Linked DNA regions of Sus scrofa: region 1 is linked to region 2. The links are chromatin contacts, called in public HiChIP or PLAC-seq maps. All regions are on one chromosome and are shown on one strand. Each heading gives the region's core, a stretch centred on a gene start, on an enhancer-like site or on the middle of the called end of the contact. The rest is flanking DNA. Distances are from core to core; before and after follow the strand shown.

Region 1 (3,977 bases), core at 388-2,887, 240 kb before region 2:
CTGCAGCTGCAGAATTTGGAAGACTTGAAAGTAAGAATATGCAGGCTGGTGGTGATCTCAGAAGCAACTCTTTGGACAGAACCTCATATGTTTGGAGAATATAAAACAAAAACTTCTCTTCTATGACAGCCTGCTGGGAAATCAGTATCCTTTATGTAGGATAATGGAGCAAATTCATAATCAAAGGCCAATAAGCTTACAGGATACTCCTTGGAGCTACTTATTTTATAAATCATATCAAATTATCTTTAGCAACTTTTTATTCTTCTATTAATATACAAAAACAAAACTTTACACACAAATCCTCTGAGGTACAAAATACCCACCCATCACAAGTCAGGCATTTTAGCTTTCAAGTCTATCAGATGCCACAAGTGTGCTTTCAAAGAGTCTCTCTCTTAATAGTTTTTACCTCCACAGAACCATCGGAAAGTAATATTTAAAAATTCTTAAGGCTAGGATGACAGTTCACCAACCTCCTTCCTACATAATTTTGACAAGTTTAGAAAGCACAGAAAAATTTCCTCACAACCTCTGGTCTTCATTTGCTACCCTTTCTTCAAGTTTTTGGCTTATCTTTCTAGCACAACTTTAGAGTTCTAGAAGTATATAAACTATTTTAAAAATTTGCTATCTTACAAATCATACAAACCAATAATTATTTATCATTTTAAATGTCATTTTATAAGTCCATGGGAAAATAGGTACTGATGTCCTCATTTTGGTAAAATTTTAAGGTCTTGCTGCTGTAGTATATCTAGGCCTTCAACACATTTCTTTAATGGTGAACTGTGACCTACAGTGAAACTTAAGCATGTTTGGAAAATACATGGGAAGTTGGGTCTCGGTACTCAGCACCAAAGTACCTGCAGGAAGGCTACAAATACACTATGTGGAAAACATTTGTTCCTACCAAACACTAGAAATGGTTATCAGTCTTTCGTTCCTTTTATCTCTATTTTAACTTGACTAAGTATTTCTTCAGCTGGCTTTGTTTGTGCTCTCTGTCCTTTGCTGTGCCTGTTTAACTGAATCAGAAGGCCGGACGGTGAGGCCACGACTTCCCAATAAGATTTAATTATGAGTGCAGATATGAACAAGATTTAGACTATTAAGCTTTGCACTTCAAAAAAACTTTTAACATATTTTGCCTTTAAATCTTTTATCACCTGCAAAAATTAATTAAGTACAGATGTAGCAGGTTCGCTTTGGATGCCAGGGTTCATTTCCTGTCTATGCTTTGTCAGACAACCTATTACACCTCCTCGTGAACTGGAGGCAAACCGAAAACGGGGCTCATAAATCACCAGTCAGCTCTCTTTTGCCCTTTCCTGGGTTGGTCCTTTGGTATGGGGCAGATCTCCAGCTCATTATTCATGAATATACTACAGACAACATGCCAAGTGTCATCTGCATTTAAACAAACCATTTGTTAAACAAATTATAACTATTGTGTAAGAATGTATCATGTTAAAATGCAAGATGAATCTAATGCCTCTGACTTTTAATCACTCAGGGTTCCTGCCGGGAGTCATCCCAAACTGGCATACATGATCTGAGATCTTTTCAGAAAGAATGACATGCTGACTTGTTTTAATAATACCACTGTTGCACAACAAGCAACATGATTGCTAACCAGGGGAAGTAGCCAATTGGTTACCAAAGCAACAGCATTCTTTCCAGCACATCTGACTATTTAAAGTCTATATTCTGTAGGGAAAAGTAAATTCAGGTTCTGTTGGGTTATTTTAACTGTGGAAGTATCAATTCATTTAAGGATCATAAAAGTTGCCCTGATCTGCGCCTTCTTCTCATTAAATTGCAGTTAACACCATGAAAGTGAAACGTGAATGTTTATGGTTTCAGAACTGCAATTCTGAATTTAATGAGTTTCCACATTCAAAGGAAACACACCCTTCAGTTGTTTGCAAGTGCTAAAAGCAAAGCAACCTAACAGAGAAATACAAATTCGCTCCCTTTTATCTAGAGTCACTGAAAATGCAGCTCTGGCCAGGAATACATACCAGATCTACAATCAATATCTTGCTTATATTTAGTTGGTCTCTCAAGTATTTGGCGGTAATTGCAACTGAATTAAAAAAGCAGAACCCCCTGCGGAATAGAGAAGAACAGAGAAATAAGAAAGCAAATCAGCCAGGAAAACCATTATAAATAATGTTCAGAGCATTTTTTAAAATGCTATATGATCTCTGAAGCCATAAATCTGCTTCTGGGAGTACCTCGCAAGATTTCTCAGTCCATCTGCTAACAATTAGAGGCTTCAGAGACATGCACGGGGCAGGTGACCGCCAGGAACCGTGGCGCTTGGAGATGGGCAACAGTCCCTGGTACTTACATGGCTGTGGATTCTTCAGCATGATGGCCTGGGGGCCTCACAACAGCAAAGCCATTCTGTAAGAATAAGACAGATTTTCAGTGATCAGATATGAGAGAACTGCTTGGATCTCCATGTACTACGTAGCATCAGGAACACACAAAAAGACTAAAATCTGTAAAAGGCCTCAGAGCTTGTTTTCTTGACTCCATTACCATTTCACAGAATGAACAGAAACAATATATATGATCACATTTTCTCAGATCTTGTCTCGAAAGTTCCCACAGAGCCAGAAGAATAGTGATTTGGGAGTTGTACCTAGCTGGCAAAGAGCACATCAGCTGTTATACTACCATGATTCATTCTCAAGAACAATTTCTTATTTTATGACACAAGCATCCTAGAAAAGGAGAATAAATTCACTCTTAGTGCAGGTTTGGGTCAAAGTTCAGAAAGACCAGAGACAATCCAAAGTGAAAAATCTTTAGCTGGATTCCCTCAATGATTATTTCTACTCCAATGTCAGCAAAATGATAAATTTACACTCACATACTCACATACACACAAAAGAAACCCCAGAAAGGTGAAAAAGAGAACAATGGAAAGCCCATATTTCTTCCAGTCTATAAATTTCACTTGGATGACTGCCAAGACTTGCAACTTTATTGGATTCCCTAAGTCAATTTCTAGCCCACGTTCTGGAATTTTATAAAGAATTCCAGGGCTGAGTAGCAATCAGATCTATCCATGATCAAGGAACGCCTTAACCTCCAGATTAGCTGGAATGCATCACGGAAAGCTGAAGTAACTCCAGCATGAAGGCAGGGAACTATAAATCCTTGCAAAACCAGCATGTTCAGAAAAGTTGGGTTGCTTGACGTGAAAGAAAGAAATCATTTATCAGATGGTTCACACCACCTTTCACGTAACAATGATTCAAGTAACATGCTCCCGACAGAATGTTTCTTTAATACACAATCCTAAAACTTTTGAAATAATTTTAATATACCCCAGGAATATTTATTTCCAAATCTTACTACAAGCATAAAGATATTATAAAGAAAAATAATGTATTCCCAAGGGCTTTAAATATACATACAGTTTTCTAGAACATTATGATAATTAACTCAGTGAGTTAATTTGCTATATATTTTGATGGGCATATACATAATAATAATTTTAGAAGCAAATTAGAAGTCAATAACATAATACCAATTACAAATATAGGAATGATGACAAACATACTCCTTATTCTGGTTCTTAGGCAACTTACTATTTTTCTGGCTATAAAAGATTAATAAGACACTATTAATGAAAAATACACCACAACAGAGAATGAAATTTTAAGACTATAGAGTAGAACTATAGAGTGCTATACGACTTCTGGGAATGGAGAATTCTATAAAGATTAGACACGTGCAATGTATTTTATTGGGAACACAGGAATTAGAGTGAAAATAACAAATATAATATAAAGCAATATAATTAGCATATAATAACATTTTACAATCATATTAACAATAATAATCTTTTATAATTCAATTAAAAATCTTATGTTTTATGCATTAAGGACATGACTAAATAATACAAAGAAGAAAACTTTCAGTGATCAATAACGCTAAGAAAAAACATTCAATTTAAT
Region 2 (3,835 bases), core at 872-3,371:
CAAAATGAAACTACAGGAATGTTATGAAAGAGCAAGTGGAGTCTTCTTGTGAAGTTGACTTACCAGTTTTTCGAAGGGGGAAATCATCTTTTGCATCTTGAGCTCCTGGTAATGTGTATTTGTAAGATGGAGACGTTCCACTCAGGGGTGGAGAGCTTTGATCCAATGACGTGTGGTGGGCAGCCCTACAAAAGAAAAAGAGGGTTCACCACTTGCCCTGGAGTTTTTATTGCATGTTGGTCAGCGATAATCGGTTGCACATGCTGTAACATGTGTCTCAGCTGTGTTTATGTTCTTTCTCTTTAGTGTGTGTAAACCACAGCCTCATGTAACCAGTTGACTTTAGCAGCATTTTATGGAATGATGCAGGATGCCTAAGGATGCCCAATGTGCCTTTGGTCACATAGTCACAGAGAAATTACCAAAGGAGAGAATTTACCAAAGGAGAGAATTTACCAAAAGCCTGAGTTTTGATATCTGAGATTATTGTGTGTTTTCTTAAGAGTCACATTAGTGGAAAAGTCATCACCTGAATACTTTTTAGTCAACAATGCAGAACAGAAGGATTTCATTTAGGGAGTTCCCTGGTGGCTTAGTGGGCTAGGGACCTGGCATTGTCACTGCTGTGGTTAGATCCCTGGCCCAGGAATTTTCACACATCACAGGTGCAGTCAAAAAGAAAAAAAAAGACTCCATTAAAAAAAAAATTGGTAGTTAGTACATGGAAGTACATGAGGGTGCCTTTTACTCAGAGACAATACTATATCAATAGCCTCCAGGTCTCCTGACTTCCACAGAAGCCCTAGGTAAAGACTGGAGACACATCCTTCTTCAGTATGAAATGGATCTTTTAAAATGTTTGTCTTACCTGCATTAATATAGTGAAAGAGATGCAGTTGTGCAACTGGAGAACAGTTTGGGTCTGAACATAGACTACCCAGTGGATATAAACATCTATAATAATCATTATATATGAAGAAAACAATGGATGAGGCACAGTATCACCACCAGGATGATTTTTATACTAGTGTTATTTATTTGAATTAACATTCTCAAGAATTAACTGGTTTAAGGGTATTTCATCTAGCTATAACTAGCACAAAATTATTATATTCAGATTTTATAAATTGATGACTTACGGCTGTCCAGGAGTTGGACCCCTCTGAAGTTCAGTTCAGTACAAAAAAAGAACTGCGAAGTAACATTTGAGAGATGGGTCTAATATACCCAAGGGAATGGCTAAAGACTCTTCATGATGAGTTGTTTGCATAAAACTGTTTCCCACTTTTAAAGAAAGGTATTAAATTTTCTTAAAATAGGCTTTAACTTAAAAGAGATATGAATTAGTTACACACTATGTATGCAATTTTGGGTAATAATACATGATTTCTTTTTCAATAACTTTGATGTTGACTGAACATTTGGAAATTTTCTTCAGGGATTGATTCCTCAAGTCAACTGACATGCATGGCAAAAATTACGTAAACCATTAAAATGTATTTACACAGCGTTCTGGAATCTGCCTCATTTATCTTTTTTTTAGACGCAGAGAAGGGAAGATACTTTAAGATAGAAATATAAAAACAATACTCTTTAAATAGGACTCTTAGGAGTTCCCTGGTAGACTAGTGGTTAGGACACGGTGCTTACACTACCACCGCCTGAGTTCAATCCCTGGTCTGGGAACTGAGATCTCTCATCAAGCCACTGCATACCATGGCCAATAATAAATAATAAAATAAATAAATTTGTAAAAATAAAGGCATAATTTTTTAAAAACTGAAAAGCAATAGTTTAAAAAAGAATATGTTAAAAAACTTAAAGTATGCTTAAAGTGTCAACATTACAGAGTAATCAAGTATTTACTTCTTTATCCTTATAACGTGAGGGATTAAAAAAATTATAAGTATAAAATTCTAAATATATTTTTAAAACAAGAGAGATGAAACTGTGATCTATTAGTCTATTATCCAAATATGCTTTGACTATCAGTTTTTCTCCTGACTTTAGAAATGCCACCTCCTTCATATTTCACAAAAGGAAGAACTATGTGTTACATAGTATCTCTTTACTGAACTTGGGGAAACATAGTTGCACAAAAAACTGTAACACGGAAGTGTATTATGTTGTCAGCTTGTGTCAGAAGTCAATCTACTCTCATTTTTCAGGGTGGGAAGAAATGAGGTCAGGTGGGCAGGGGTTAACTAGCCCCTACATCAGCTGGTTACTCCTCTGTCCTCCCGTCTTTTCCCTCCCTTGTCTTCCTTCCTTTTTTTTTTTTTTTTTAATTAAGTCAACCATCTGGGCTTGAAAAAAATAACTCAGATCTCCATCTTACATCAAGCCAAGTAAAATAAAATCTCGACCTGCCACATCTTCAGAAATTATTGTAAAGATATCAGATGCACCATCTGAGAATAGAAAAATGCAAAATATGAATATCTATGCCCCACCCAACATTTGCCAATTATTCATTCAGCACAGAACATACGTAATACTTTCTAGCCCTTGAGATGACACTTGCTAACATTTATTGAAGAGCTGCTCTCTGTTACGGACTTTACCACATTATTCCTTAGGACCTTCCCAGAAACCCTAGAGGGCAGGTACTACTATCATGCTCTTTTTACAAAGAAACAGAGCCTTAGAGAATTTAAGGGACTTGCCCACAGCCATACAGCTGAGGACTTGGCAGGCCAGGGACTTGTGCCCCGGTCCTCTGAATTCAGAACCTGTGATCTTTATCCCTGGAAATGAATAAAGCCAAACACTGAACATACGTGTACCAGAGCTTGGGATGGCGGCTCACGGAATGATTTTTTCCATTAGTTGGAGTGTCTTTTGTTGCTGATTTACTCAACAGGAATTCTTGAAGCTTCTGCTTTACTTCTGTACTTGCCACTGCCCCTGAAACACACACATACAGAAACAGATGGTGATTTGGGGTTCTGTCCTTTCATGCCTCTGGAATATTTAGTAAAAATTAAGGAGTAACAGCACTGGTCACAGCATATGAAGTTTTCCTATTAAAAACAAAATGAGAGTCTAAACAGGCTTTAGAAAGTGACAGAGTAATGTTTTGTAACTACTGCTTCAACTGCCAATTTTCAAAAGAGCTTCAATGATTTCTTTAATTGCTTTTGCAGAAGGGGGATTCCCAGAATTAATACTAATTTTTTCCTAAGGTTTAAAAAATACTGCTGAGGAACAAAACACTGCCTTTAAAAAGTCAAGAATCTTGGGAGATCATAAGTGATAAAACATATTAAAATGAGGTCTTCTAAGTTGCTAGTTTGAAAAACTAACTTTTTATAAAAGCTCTTTTGAGCATCAAACAAATAAATATCCGCTGACAATTCCAGTTCAAGTCATCACATTTTAAACCTTGCTAAGACCTGATTTTCAGCTGACCTCATACAGGAGAATTATTTGGATCTGTCTCCCTCTTGTGGATAGTTAAAACAAAACAAAACAAAACAAAACAAGTGTTCTCCCTTAAATCTTAATACTACCTAGGTTACTTGAAAACTAAATGGAAACAAGGCTTGACTTAAAAAGTAATTATTACTTGAGCAGGAGGAAGGCATGGAGTAATGTGGAAGTAAGTTTATTATTGAACAGAATGGCAGAGCTATATTGCCTTAGTATAACATTATTTTTAAGGTTCAAAACAAGGGAAATTGGTATCTTTGCCAAACAATGCTATGTTTACTTTTGGAGATGCCCATAAACTGAATGTAGAGAGCTGACATGTGAATGTCAAAGCTTTACATTTGGGTTCATAATTTATCGTTTTACTTAAACACAGACAATTTTGACAAGTTTAATTCCGCTC

Evidence for each region. HiChIP or PLAC-seq counts read pairs in DNA pulled down with a chosen protein or histone mark.
Region 1: a contact with region 2 is called in an H3K27ac HiChIP or PLAC-seq map of alveolar macrophages. The contact joins two enhancer-like sites. A contact is called at or near these places in 2 of 47 Hi-C or Micro-C datasets (embryonic fibroblasts and fibroblasts) and 1 of 2 datasets of contacts at active chromatin or transcription factors (alveolar macrophages).

Annotation. Positions count from the first base shown.
Region 1 is chr9:88,001,806-88,005,782 of Sscrofa11.1, reverse strand. It overlaps HDAC9 (histone deacetylase 9), which reads right to left. Exons shown (of 28, transcript XM_021102482.1): 21 at 2,357-2,412; 22 at 2,025-2,112. Among named protein-coding and RNA genes, the nearest start is that of TWIST1, 290 kb to the left of the region's middle. Within about 2 kb of position 1,637, at least 10 of the 83 cell types and tissues checked have an H3K27ac peak or open chromatin away from gene starts, as enhancers often do. A contact at or near this core is called in alveolar macrophages, where this site is marked.
Region 2 is chr9:87,762,732-87,766,566 of Sscrofa11.1, reverse strand. HDAC9 (histone deacetylase 9) reads right to left here. Exons shown (of 28, transcript XM_021102482.1): 8 at 2,781-2,907; 9 at 64-185. Among named protein-coding and RNA genes, the nearest start is that of TWIST1, 530 kb to the left of the region's middle. Within about 2 kb of position 2,121, at least 3 of the 83 cell types and tissues checked have an H3K27ac peak or open chromatin away from gene starts, as enhancers often do. A contact at or near this core is called in alveolar macrophages, where this site is marked.